2 separate regions of the Mus musculus genome follow, and region 1 is linked to region 2. The links are chromatin contacts, called in public promoter capture Hi-C maps. All regions are on one chromosome and are shown on one strand. Each heading gives the region's core, a stretch centred on a gene start, on an enhancer-like site or on the middle of the called end of the contact. The rest is flanking DNA. Distances are from core to core; before and after follow the strand shown.

Region 1 (6,438 bases), core at 66-2,565, 190 kb before region 2:
TACTTGGGATGTGGAGTAGGATTCTACTGTTCAAAAGGCTCAGGAGAGGCTCAAAAGTTTGCCTGCTGAATCTCTGCAGGAAACTCCTTTCTCCTCATGCCACTGAAATTAGAAAGTTTACCAAAAGAGGAACCCTTTTAACTGATGAGTTGAAGAAACCCCAGTATTTCCCAACCCAATACCAGGCCCCATCGATTTCTGGCCTCAGCAGGAAATGAGCTACTACTGGACCACACTGTCAGGACTGTGAGACAAGTATGGGGAACATAACTGCTTCTGAGCATTCTCAACCAAGTGGAAATGCTGTGCTGGGATGCAGGGGGGGGGGGGGGGTTGGCGGGGTTACCCAGCCTCCAACTCCTCCCACGCTCCCCCCAAGTCCCAGACTTCCAAAGAAATGTTTCTTGGGTGAGCACATGGGGGGTGGGGGGAACAAACGCACGCAGGCGCCTCTTTCTCCGATTTCTGGCAAAGTCGAAGGAGCTAGGAACCTATGTGGTGCTTGTCTTGATTTCCTTAGCTATGAGTGGGCTCCGATGCGCTCGAAACGGAGAGGAGGGAGGCTCCCCTGCCCGGGACCCCAAGTGTTAAGGGACCAAACAGCAACTGACAAGAGGTGGGAGGGAAATGGAATCCCGCAAAGAAGGTTCGCGCCCACAAGTTAGACAAACAGCCCTACCCCAGTACTCTAGGACGCGACGCAGGGTGTCCCCAAGTTGGGGTGGGGCCTTTCTCCTCCGCAAGCTGACCCGAGAGAGAAGGCCGGATAAAGTGGAGAAGGGGTGCTCTTCCGCCCCCACGCCGTCTCCGTTCCCTGAGTTGTGCGGCGAGATCACGGCTGCTGCCGGGAGGGGAGGGCCGGCTCCCAGGCGTGTTCCTGGGCAGGACGATCCGGGGATCTCGGGTCTCCGAGACCAGCGGGGCTTGCGGGAAGACTTACCAGTTTGGGTTTGTTTCTCGTCTCCTCTTCGTTGGCGGCCCGGTTCCCCGCGCCTCGCTTGTTGCTCCGGCCCCCGCCGTGTTCCTCGCCGCCACCGCCGCCGCCTCCGGCTCCCGACGCCGCCGCCCCGAGCTCCTCCATCTTTCTCTGGCCCTGTCACCTGCCGCCCAGAAACCCCAAGTCTCCTCAAGGGCAAACACCCCTCGGAGCGCTAAGAATGTCCCGCGTCCACGGACAGAGAGGGTTGCCCGCCAAGCGCCGCTCCCAGGCCACCGGGTCTCCCCAAGCCCAGGCAACCCCGACGCAAACCACGCCGGTGCCACCACTCAGCGCTGGGGCAAGCCCTGCCCCTAAGCAGCTGCAATCACCGCGGTCGCCTCCGCCCTCGGGGCGGCGTTTAGGGTGGAGGAAAAGTAGGTGCCTATCTCTTTAAGACGGCCTCGACACACGTGATTCATCAAAGTGCCCGCTGTCGGTCGCCCGGGCGGGCTCCGAAAGCCGCTTCCTACTCGTGGAGCTGAGCCGCCTGGGCTAAGACTGGAGCCTACCAGAGGACATTCTACTGTGGTTAAGCACTGATTTCACTTCCTAGTTGTCTAGCACCAAAAGGAAGGGAACTAGTCTAGACGGGTAAAAAGAGAGAGAGAGAGAGAGAGAGAGAGAGAGAGAGAGAGAGAGAGAGAGAGAGAGAGAGAGAGAGAACCCATTTTAGAGATAGGGAAACTGAGTGAGGAGGATTCTTGTGAGCATTTTACTGGCTAGGCCACAAGTATCAGCTTTCACTAGTGTTGGTCACCCCTACCCTCCCTAGGCAGAAGGCCCTCAGGGGATGTGCTCTTGCTTCATTCTGTGGGCAGGTTTAATTAGCAAGGCAACTGGCAAAGTATAAGAAAACCACCATAGGGAGTTCTGATTAATTGCCTAGACAGATTGTATGGGCCAAAGTGGAAAGAGTGGGTGCCTCTTGCCACAATTGCCTTGTGGCCCAAAAAAATACAATCATTGCTTCCTTTGCAGGCTGTTGGTTAAGGCCAACCTACCCCTACCATAGATAGCTTTTTAACCAAAGCACCTATTTAGAATTTACTATTGGACTGAATCCTATCTTCGATTTCCCAAGCTAGTTTAGGTTTAAGGTTATTGCAAAGAGTAGTACATAAGATTTTATGTGTTGAAACTTTGTTTAAAAGATAAATCTCTAGACAACTGATGTTTTTGTGTAATACCAGGGAGCAGCGTATACTCTTCTCTCAAGGCACCGCACCTAATATTTCATCCTCAGAAGGTAGATTTTCCCATTGTTTCCAAAGGAACCTTACAAAGGCGGGGTTTCAACAAACCAACAAACCATCACAGAATTAGAGACCAAGTGGTGGGGAAGCCACTTGTATTAGAAACTTAAACACCAAGTCTATAACCATGTCTATAACCCTACTAGTGACGAAGATAACTTTGGGCTGTGAGACCATTTGGCCTTCTCCAATTCAATTTGAAGTTATGCTGAAACAAACTTTTATCAGAATGAATGCAGTATGATAAATTTGGCCATCATGTGAGTGCAATGACATAAATAACTTGAATAATAGAGCAAAAGAATTGTAGATATCTCAAAAGCGCTCAAGTCTCAGCTTTTGTCTTTATCATTAAGTTTCTTTTTAATCCTGTGGACAGGCTGTCTACGTTACCAAAGTAGCCAATTACCCAAGGAAGGCAGCAGAGGAGTTCATGCTCTCAATACAAAGGACAGAAGCTCCGAGATACCTTTGCTTTCTTGAAGATCATACTTAACTACAAATTAGATGTGTATTTTCAATTTGACGCATTCCGCACATACACAACTGAATCTAAATTTCATTCCACCTAAAAAAGAGTAAAAACACAATAGGTTTTACAGAAAGATACTGAATGGTATTCCAACACCTACACGTACTTCCTGTAGAAGAAATGTGGGTATAGGTCAAAGTGAGGGTCTTGGAGTTGGAAGGCTAAAGCTGACCTCATGTCTGTCCCTTAGGCTATTGGAAGAAACAGGCTGAAAGAACTGCATCATGGGACAAAAACTACGTGAACAGGAAACTCCCAGAGTACCTATGTCAGAAGCTCAAGAGCGCCTTCCCTCAGAAGACAAGGTTTGAGCTGTTAAAGTTCTGCTGAAAGCCTTGAAGGACCAACGAAGTACTACAAATGTAGCTTATTGTCATAGAGTTCTCCAACTATTGGGGAAGATATTTTTTTTAATGTATTGACCAATTTCAAAACAGGCACAGAAAGCATTCTAGGCAGGCAAAGGGACTGAAGATAGATTTTTGCAGAAACCCTATAATTTAAGAAAACAAAGGTGGGGGATTGTTGCAAGGCAATGCAGCAGAGCATACTGGCCCACTGGGCAAGCAGAGGCAGGCAGATCTCTATTTGAGGCCAGCCTAGTCTGCATAGCAAGGTCCAGGCTAGCCAAGGTTACATAGTGAGACATTGTCTCAAAAATAAATAAATAAATATATATATATATATACATATACATATGAAACAAGATCAATACCTACCAATTGTGGCCATCTCAGACCCTGGCTTAAGGCTTGCTGTTTATTTTTCAGCATTTTGCTCTAGCTAATGTGAAAAGCAAATTGTTAAGCAAATGTACAAACAGAATCACGAATCAGGGTCATTGGTCTCTCTTGGAAACTAACACACAAGGAAGAAAACAGCAGCCTCAGGCAAGAGTATTTTGTCCCTTAACCTAACATTTCACCAACTGCTGTCTTAGGGCTGATCTCACTTCACCTGCATTCCTGTGATTTTATTTTCCTTCTTGTCACACACACGTAGGCTTGTGGGGTGAAAAAAAAATGTCTTTTCTCTGGTGCTGAAGAAAGGAAGATATACCCATCAGCTAGACTATTAAAAGTATACATTAGACCCATTGGTTCCCCAGCCTCTTGCATCAAGTCCCACATCAGCTATTGGAGGAAAGAAAAGTATCTTTTTTCAGACTGACCTTAAGACATCCATTATCTTCATCTAAACAATCTGTCATTCATAGAAACATTAAAGGAAATACAAATTAGGGGGAAAATGAGAAAAAAAACAACTCCAAGGTCACAGCAAAATATTAATAAGTTAATGAATGACTAAAAGTAAACAAGTATTTGCTAAGCATATATTATATGGCTGATATCAAACTAGAGGTGATACAGAGTTAAACACAGGCAGAAGAGGTGCCAGACCTTCTGCTATAATGTCATATACATCTTCCTAGAGAAACTCTAGGTGTATGTTTGTTTAAAATACTGCATACTACAGATAAAACAGTACTTACAGAATGCAAAACAACTTGGAAATCAGAGCAGTAACCAACCAACCAAACAAACAAACAAACAAAAAGCCCAATAGCTATCCTAATAAAAATTCTCTGGTAATTAAACCTTCACGGAATGCAGCAAAATCATCTGTGAAAAGTCTCCTCCCTGTTATTTGTCCCCTCTAGCATTGAGTTTTAGTAGATGCCACTATCAGAATTTTAAATTGAACTCAAGAGTAGTCAGCCTTTTAAAAACACATAGTGAAAGGTCTTTCTTCCCAGCTTCACTGAGTGCTCATAACTTTGCCACATTGTTTCATATGGTTGAAAACTTAAGGTTCATGCCATTAAACCAGACGATAGTTATGCTGAAAACAGCATTTTGTGCTGAATTCTTCACTTTAAAGTTTATAATTGTGTCTTCTTGGATATGTTGAATTTGGCTTCCTCTGACTTGGAAGCTTAAAGTGCTACAAAAATTCGTAAAGGAATCAATTGGACCTTCAGATTATTTTGATGTCGTTCTCCAGTTTACTGATTGTTGTGGAAGCCCTGGGGCTAATTATATTTGATGTTAATTCCATTCTCCAGTGAGTGGTTGTGTGAACAGGGAATGAGTCAGCACTCAGGTGATTTCCTGTAAACCTGCTTCCCACTGTAATTTGTAAAATAAAGGCGAGCTGATGATTGGGCAGATTAAAGGGAAGGTAGCCTGGAAGGGAGGGAGAGGAAGGAGCACATGGAAGAGGGAGAGGATGTAGAGGAAGAGGAAGAAGAAGAAAAGCAGAGCAGAAGCACATGGCCTGGGGAAAACCACAAGTTCTAAGGGGTCTCATAAGCTGTGGAAGATGGTAGTATAGCGGTAGATCTGCCCTATCTAGGCACGCAGCATGTAATCATATTAACTGTGTTGTGTTTTCATTGCTGGGGCATTTTTGAGAGGAGATTTACTGCAACAACTGATAGCTAAAGTACTATTTATGGTACACAAAACTTGTAAGCGAACAACCTATTAAATATAGAAATCTCGGCAATCACTCAACCTAAAATCAACTTTAGAAAACAAACAAGAGAACTGGGGGGGGGGGGGAGTTAAACGAAGTGTGGTAGCCTCCACTTTTAATCAGAGCACTTCAGAGGTAGACTGAAGAAAATTAAGAGTTGAAGGGCAGCACCATCAACATAGTGAGTTCAAGATCAGCTTAGGATACATAAGATAATGTGAAAGAGAGAGGAGGGGTAGAGAAAACGAGTGTATTGGGCTAGCTAGTTATATGTAAACTTGACACAAGCTACAGAGAAATATTCAGAAAATGCCCCCACCAGGTTGACATATGGCCAGGCCTGTGGTACATTTTTTTGATTAATGATTCCTACAGAAAGGTCTGCCACCACTGGATGCTATAAGAAAGCATGCTGAGCTAGCCTTAAGGATCAAGCCAATAAGCAGCACTCCTTCATGGCCTCTGCATCAACTCCTTGCTTCCAGGTTCCTGCCCTGCCTGAGTTCCTACCCTTTCCTGGACTGTTTCCTGAAAGTATAAGATGAAATAAAACCTATCCTCTCCTGGTTACTTATGGTTATGTTGTTTCATCATACTGTTAGAAACACTAAGACGTACCCGTACAGTATACTAAAGTCAAACAATGAGACAAATTAGGCCCGTAATAAAGTTTTCTAAAAGTATTGCTTATGTTGGTGAAGTTGAATCAGAAGTCAGACTTGGAAAAGGCAAGCAAAGAAAGGAAGGAGAAGACAACATATGGAATAGCCTGGAAATAATGTTGACTAACGATATTTGAAGGCCAGATGCTGGAATAATAAAAACATGGGTGTTAAATAGTACTGGGAAACATTTTATTTCCATAGACCTTTCCTGGCATGCAAACAGATTTCAGTGTAAGACAAAGTGGTATTCACTGATAAGGATCTTTAGCAAGGAAGTTATAAAACATGTGTTTGGGGATCTGTTTTGGCAATGGTATTTGAAATAACTTTGAAAACTGATTTGAAAAATGGTGTTTCTTTTAGTAATAATTTCCTCTTTTAAATAAATGAATAAATAAATAATAAAACTCTTCACAGAGCCCCAGAATATGCAGTAGATCAAAATCAAGCTGACCTGTTTGGTTAGTTCTCCACTTGGCTTTTATACCACCCCCTGAGGAAATCCTTTGAGGCACCTCTGCTCTGACTAAA
Region 2 (6,996 bases), core at 643-3,142:
ATTAGATGGTTTTTGTAATACTCCACCACATTTTTTTTTGAGACAGGGTCTCTCTCTCTTTTTTTTTAAATTAGATATTTTCTTCATTTACTTTTCAAATGTTATCCCAAAAGTCCCCTATAGCCTACCCCCGCCCTGCTCCCCTACCCACTCACTCCCACTTCTTGACCCTGGCATTCCCCTGTACTGGAGCATATAAGGTTTGCAAGACCAAGGGCCCTCTCTTCCCAATGATGGCTGACTCGGCCATCTTCTGCTACATATGCAGCTAGAGACACAAGCTCTGGGGGTACTGATTAGTTCATATTGTTGTTCCAACTATAGGGTTGCAGACCCCTTCAGCTCCTTGGGTAATTTCTCTAGCTCCTCCATTAGGGGCCCTGTGTTCCATCCTATAGATGACTGAGCACACCAGACACTCACCAATTCAGCTAGATTTACTAGTCACCAATCCTTAGTGACTCTCCTCTTTCCACCTCCCCAGCTCAGGTCTTGCAGGCATTCATTGTCATGGCTGGCTTTTTCAAGTTAGCTTCCCCAAATCTTCATGATAAACATTATCACAGAAGATTCTTTTAATCATAAAGATATCAACATTCATTTGGCAGTATTCTTGGAATTCTCATTAGCAACATGAGAATATTTTTTTCATAGACTGTTCTATAGTGAAAAATGAGCATTTACTTATATCATCTTGAAAGAGAAGATACAGCCTGCTTTTGACCTGGGTGAGACGGGCTAATAAGTTCTGACCATCTTCTTTCCTCTCTCCTAAAAAGCCAGCTTCTCTTTGCCTCAGTTTGCTTTGCTGTATCAAAGGGAGAAAAATGATTTATTCTATGGTCAAAAACAAAACAGCCAGGCCCTGACCTCAACATGAGTGCAGAGGACTTGCCAAGTATAATGTTGAGCTGTTACTTAGAGCCTTTTTTATTTATTTTTTCTTGAATTTATCTGTAGCAGACAAACAAATGATATAATCTTGAGGAAGCTTTCAAAATGTCCCTGAGGGCTGCCTTAGAAAAATCCAAATCTCTGTTGAATTCAAGAAGGAAAGCAATTTCTGTGTACGGAAAAGATGGGGAGGGTAGAGCTATGTGTTGACCACTGTGGAGCTGTTTAAGGGGATCTGTGGACAATCAGTTTTCCTGAGGTACAATCTAGGTGGTATTTGATGGATGATATCTATTGATGTAGCTGTGTCATTTGTAGGGAAGCAAGCCAAAGTACTATTAACTTATGAGTCTAAAGAAAAAATAGGCAGGGAAAATACAAAGCATCAGTAAGCTTTCTACTTCTCAAGTCTACATGGACTTGATGTCAAAATGGAGATGGCATTTGTCCTGGGAATGACTTGAAATAATTTAAAAATAATATTCAGTGATTAATACCTCATAAGTTCTGTCATTCGTGTTCTTTCCTGTTCTTATATGATATAATGTTCTATGCATTATACTTTATCCCAAAGGATCCCTGACTGGTTTAAAATCACAGCATCAACCCAGGTCTCCTGGTTGAACAATGTGTTCAGAATGACAGAATTACAACATCCTTGGCAGACCCATGCATAATTTTCTAAGTGTCTCCATTGCAAAAAAAAAAAAAAAGAGCTTATATATAATTCTTAATAATGGAAAAAAATCACTCCCTTAAGTTGAATGTCCATCAAATTGATGGAGTGGGAGATACAGCAATGCTGATTAAGAGCACTGATTTTGTGTAAAATGGGAAGAGAGGTCAACATTCTGCTCCCAGGGGGATGCATTTGTGAAGGTTTGTGTAGAGGAAATAGAGGCACTGTGTTTGGACATGTCAGTGACTTATAATGCTCTACCCTGTGTTCTAGTTAAAGTGGAAGAGCTGGAAGAACATATGCATTCATTACTCTTGTGCTGAGTCAACTGCTCCAGGCCTGCCAAGCCTGTACAGCAGTCTCTGTCTCTGTACTTGCTACCACTTGTATTCAAGCTCTCTGTATGAATTTTTGTTCCATTACTCATCATGCACACTTTTAAAAGTATTTTTTATTATTTTAATTATATGAAGCTGTGTGTGTCTGCATGTGGGTATGTGCATGTGACTATAGGCACCCACAGAGGACAGAATTGTCTGGTTCTCTGGAGCTGGAGTTACACATGGCTGTGAGCAACCTGATGTGGTGCTGGGAACAGATCTCTGGTCCTCTGAAAGAACAGCAAGAACTATTTATTAGCCAAAAAGTCATCTTCCCAACACACTCCCTGAGCTAGTCATCATTTTTACTTGTTTTTAGGGAGAAAAAAATTAGTCTGTGTAGCTTTTGAAGCATATCTGTTATAATCAATGTCACTTGGAATTCAGAATTTGTGATAATTTGGGCACCACACAGTTCTTTTTAAAAATGTCCTTTTAGGCATGGTATATTGTCAAATGTTTTAATTCCTGCAATCAAAAGGTACTGGCAGGGAGTCTATATGAGTTTAAGGCCAGCCAAGGCTTCATAGCAAGATATTGTCTAAAAAGAAAAATAGTTTTTTTTTATTTAATATAATTTTAAGAAACAGTATAGGTTTTGTTTGATTTGGGGATATGGAAAAAGGCTGCTTAGAAGTGCTACCCACTAAGCATGCTATGTGACATCATTTAAATGTTTTTTATATAGAATGAGGTGTTAATGATGGGTTGGTTTTAAAAAGTAGGAAGATGTGAAGTTTACTACTAAGTAAGGATAGTACTGTATATTTCAATCTTCAGTCAACAAGCAAATTGCAAGCTCATGATTAACTGCTAATTACCCCCAAAATGAGAAGAGAGGAATTAGGAACTGAGCCAAACTCCTCTCTCCTTTTCTATTTCTGAGGAATTGCAGCTGTTCAGAGAGCAGTAATACATCCCTCCCTCTTCCTCTCCCTCCCTTCCTTCTCCTTCTCTCCCTCTTTTTCCTTTCCATTCTCCTCCACTTATGTTCTCCCTTTGCATGGACTCATCTTAGAGAGCAGTGGATCCTAAAAACTTTTTCTGCAGATAACCAGTGGAAAATGGTATCCTTTTTATGTCATGTGAGTTTACTACTACCTATATGCTTAACAAATTAGCAAAACATCATAGGCTCATAACAACATACTTTATCCCACAGTGTCATTAGACTAGGGTCTTCCTCAAAGCCATGGTCAAAGAGTCGTTGGAGCTGCTGCCATCTCAGGACTCAGCAAGGAACAGCTCACAACCAGGCAGTAGGCTTTAAAAGGCCCAAAGTGGCAGCTGCAAGTGGATGCTGTGATGAATTGTAACTTGATCTCAGAAGTGACATCCCATCACTTCTGGAATAGTTTACTTGTTAGAAGGTAGACAGTCAGTCCTGCCCATACTCTAGGGGAGGGAGTGACATTTGGATTTATACACTAAGAAGCAGAATGCATCCGAGTCATCTGTGACATGTCTTACCTATCATACTTTGTGTTTCTTTTGGGAAAAAATCTCACTATGTAGCCAAATCAGGCCTCTAGCTTACAATCCTGTTGTTTTAACGTTCAAAGTGTCCTGATCACTGGTGTGCACATGAACATATGCATTGTTCTCCAAGTGTAGAGACATTTGGATAAAACTCTTATTTTCAAGTATAATTTTAGTCTAGAAAGAGATCTGCAACTTTCTGCTCAGTTTTAGGGTTGCAAATGTGAGAGGTGCTAGCTTGCTTAGGAGCTCCAGTCACACCAGGCACTCTTCAACCCAGGCTGAATTTCTATTTTCTCTAATTCATTTGTCTGGATTGATATTCCACCATTAACTATGCTCTTTTGTTTAATCTTGACATTCTGTATTTTATAAAAGTGAGTCTTTTCTTTTTTGACGAATGAGAGTATTTTACATCACAGTTTGCCATTGAATTCTTAGCCTCTGCTCATCTTTCAAACACAGTTGATTTTACTTATCAGGGCAAAGATTTATCAGCTACTCATTTATTAGCAACTGACTGCAATGGATTACATGCCAACTTCTCCAGTATTTTGTTGGCAAAGGGAAATTTGAAAGAAGGGTAAATTTAGGGTTGGAGGAATGGTTCAGCATTTAAGAACACTTGGACTAGCAGAGGACTCAGCACCCATGTGACCACTCCCTATTATTATTTGTCACTTCGGGCGATAAGATCTGTTCTTTAACCTTTGCAGGATGTGAGCATACACACATGCAGGTGAGCTTGCATGCATGTATATGGCCGTACATACATTCAGGTACATATACATACATGCAGGCAAAACACTCATGCTCATAAAATAAGAATAGACAAAAAAAAACTTTCTAAAAAAGGAGGGTAGGGGGGCTGGTGAGATGGCTCAGTGGGTAAGAGCACCCGACTGCTCTTCCAAAGGTCCGAAGTTCAAATCCCAGCAACCACATGGTGGCTCACAACCACCAGTAATGAGATCTGATGCCCTCTTCTGGTGCATCTGAAGACAGCTACCGTGTACTTACATATAATAAATAAATAAATAAATAAATAAATAAATAAATAAATCTTTAAAAATAATAATAATTTTTAAAAAGGAGGGTAAAACTTAATTTACCATCAAAGAATGAGACGGCTATGCTAAGGTAGATGTCTATCAAAGGATATATAAACTATCAATACCAGTATGATCTAAGTCAGTTTTTCTTTTTTTTTCTTTTTGGTAATTTAATTGAAAATATTATTACATTTATTTATTCTCTCTCTCTCTCTCTCTCTCTCTCTCTCTGTGTGTGTGTGTGTGTGTGTGTGTGTGTGTGTGTGTGTGTGTGTATGTTTGCATGTGTTTAGGTCAGAAGACAATTTGACAGAATCAGTTTGATTCTTCTACCATATGGGTTCTGGGAATGAAACTTAGGCTCTCAGATTTGGAGGTAAGTACCTTTAACCCCTAAACCATCTCACTGGCCCTTATTTTATTTTTGAATTAGTCTTCCAATCAACAAATTTCCTTATAGTGTTTTCATACATACTTAGCTGTCTTTGGTCCTCCCTTCAACCATTCCTTTACTCTCCTAATGAGCCCCTTAAGCTGTGTTTTGGGGGGGTTGTAGTGGGAAATCCTAGGTATGCTAGCTTTTCTTTCTTTTTCTATATTTCTTCTAACAGTACATTGTTGCTGTTCTGCAAATAAAAGTTTCATACTTTTGAAGCCATTGCTAGGATTAAAGAAATCTCACCTTGCTAATATATGTTTGGCAGAAAGACAAAACCAGGTGGATTTCTTTCCTTTGGCACACTGATAATGATTTTAATGAGAGTTTTTTTTCTATCCCAAAGAGCAACATACCAAGCATATTGGCAGGGGTGTCAAGTGTCTTTGCAGTTATAGATAAGCAGCAATTGGAAAACAGTACATGACATTCTAATCTCATCTATGATATGGCCAGATTACACAGTACTACAGAAAGCTGAAAATGATATTTCTTCTCAAACACAGGCCTGTGTAGATGTGACCTTCCTTTCTCCTCCATTCACCTTCTACTCCCTTCCCTTCCTTTCCCATCCTCTAGTCCCCTCTCTTCTCTTCTCCCCTCCTCTCCCTTCTACCCTCCTTTTTTTCTTTGTTCCTTTTTGTTATTCTACAGAACATGAATTTCTAGACCTTTAGCTAATGAGAAGGTGATAAGTATAGGAAAAAAACAAAACAAATGTTTTCCCTTCTTTACACATTTTTGCTAACAAACTTATTGTGATATAACACAGATGAGTCACACATTTGAAGTGAACAACTTACTGATTTATAGTATATTTATATGGTATATTTATAGAGTTCTGCCACCATTACCACAATCAATTTTAAAATGATTTCATAGCCTCAAGTAGAAACCCAGCCCATTTTCTCTATTTCTATCTAACTCCACACAACCACCAATATATTTTCTGCTTCCCATTCTGGACATTTCATATAAGTAGAATCATAAATGCTGCAGAATCATAAATGTAGCATTTATCTCTAGCTTCTTTTAATATTCATATTTTCGTCCTTAAACAGAGCTTCTTCAGTTTGTTTCTGTCTACTTTCTATACTTCTTTTACTTTGGTTCATAGTTAATAAACTCACTTAATCAAAACAAAGAACCCCTGTAAATAATTTTCCTGTCTAGACAGAACTATATGACAAGAGCCTGTCTAAAGAAAAAAAAACCTCTATCTATCTATCTATCTATCTATCTATCTATCTATCTATCTATCTATCTATCTATCTATCTAAATATATAACAGAAGAAATTAAGCAACAATAGTAAAACCATTCCAGTGAACTCAGAAAGTTAGTTCTCAGTGCTTCCTCACAGCTACTATTAGCTGAGGTGGTATTTCCACTGTCCATGGTGTTAGGGATGTGGCTTAGTTGGCAGGGTGTTTGTTGGCCTAGTATGCTTCAGGCCCAGGATATCATCACTACTTAGGGAGGCCTGGTGGAATGTGGGAATTAGAAGCAAGAGAATCTTAGGTAGGATCTCCTCAGCTACGTAGCATGTCTGAGCCAGCCAGGACATGTAAGACTCTGTCTTTAAAAGCAAGCAGGCAAACCAGTATTAGCCACTCAGGCCTGCCTTACTCACTCCCAGCCACCATACTGCACTAGTCTACGGGCAACTTATTCAAACTATATACCTCATGAATCTGGAGGAGCTATGATGGCTCAGGATGCTATACTTGAAGCTGCATACCACCAAGTAGGAAGTGATACAGAGTGAGAACTTCAGAAGATAGTGAGTGTACACCTGGATGGACACAATAGTCACAGTAACCATATGCAAACTTAGAAATCGGTCATGGTAGTGCTCCTGCATGGCAATGCTCCCTCTACTCTGAGCAATCAGATGGCACGAGGAATGTGAGTTCAAGTCTACCTTGGGCCACGTAGTTTTATCCTTATTGCAAAATAAAGAAACATTAAGAGAGAGAAAAAAAGCAAACGATCAACCTATAGCTAAATATAAATATTTCTTAACCAATCTTTGGTAATCAATGTTACGTGCCATTCTTACTCCCATACACACATA

Evidence for each region. Promoter capture Hi-C pulls out the DNA fragments that hold promoters and counts their contacts.
Region 1: a promoter capture Hi-C map of HPC-7-derived erythroid cells shows a contact between it and region 2, with 2.9 times the contacts expected there. The contact joins the promoter of Diaph2 here to the enhancer-like site in region 2. A contact is called at or near these places in 5 of 39 promoter capture datasets (the 3T3-L1 cell line, 3T3-L1-derived adipocytes, HPC-7-derived erythroid cells and 1 more) and 1 of 484 Hi-C or Micro-C datasets (embryonic fibroblasts).

What each region holds. Positions count from the first base shown.
Region 1 is chrX:129,744,619-129,751,056 of GRCm38.p6, reverse strand. It overlaps Diaph2 (diaphanous related formin 2), which reads right to left and starts at 1,315. Exons shown (of 27, transcript NM_172493.2): 1 at 941-1,315. The coding sequence starts at 1,081.
Region 2 is chrX:129,552,042-129,559,037 of GRCm38.p6, reverse strand. No RefSeq gene overlaps it. Among named protein-coding and RNA genes, the nearest start is that of Diaph2, 190 kb to the left of the region's middle. Within about 2 kb of position 1,892, at least 2 of the 459 cell types and tissues checked have an H3K27ac peak or open chromatin away from gene starts, as enhancers often do.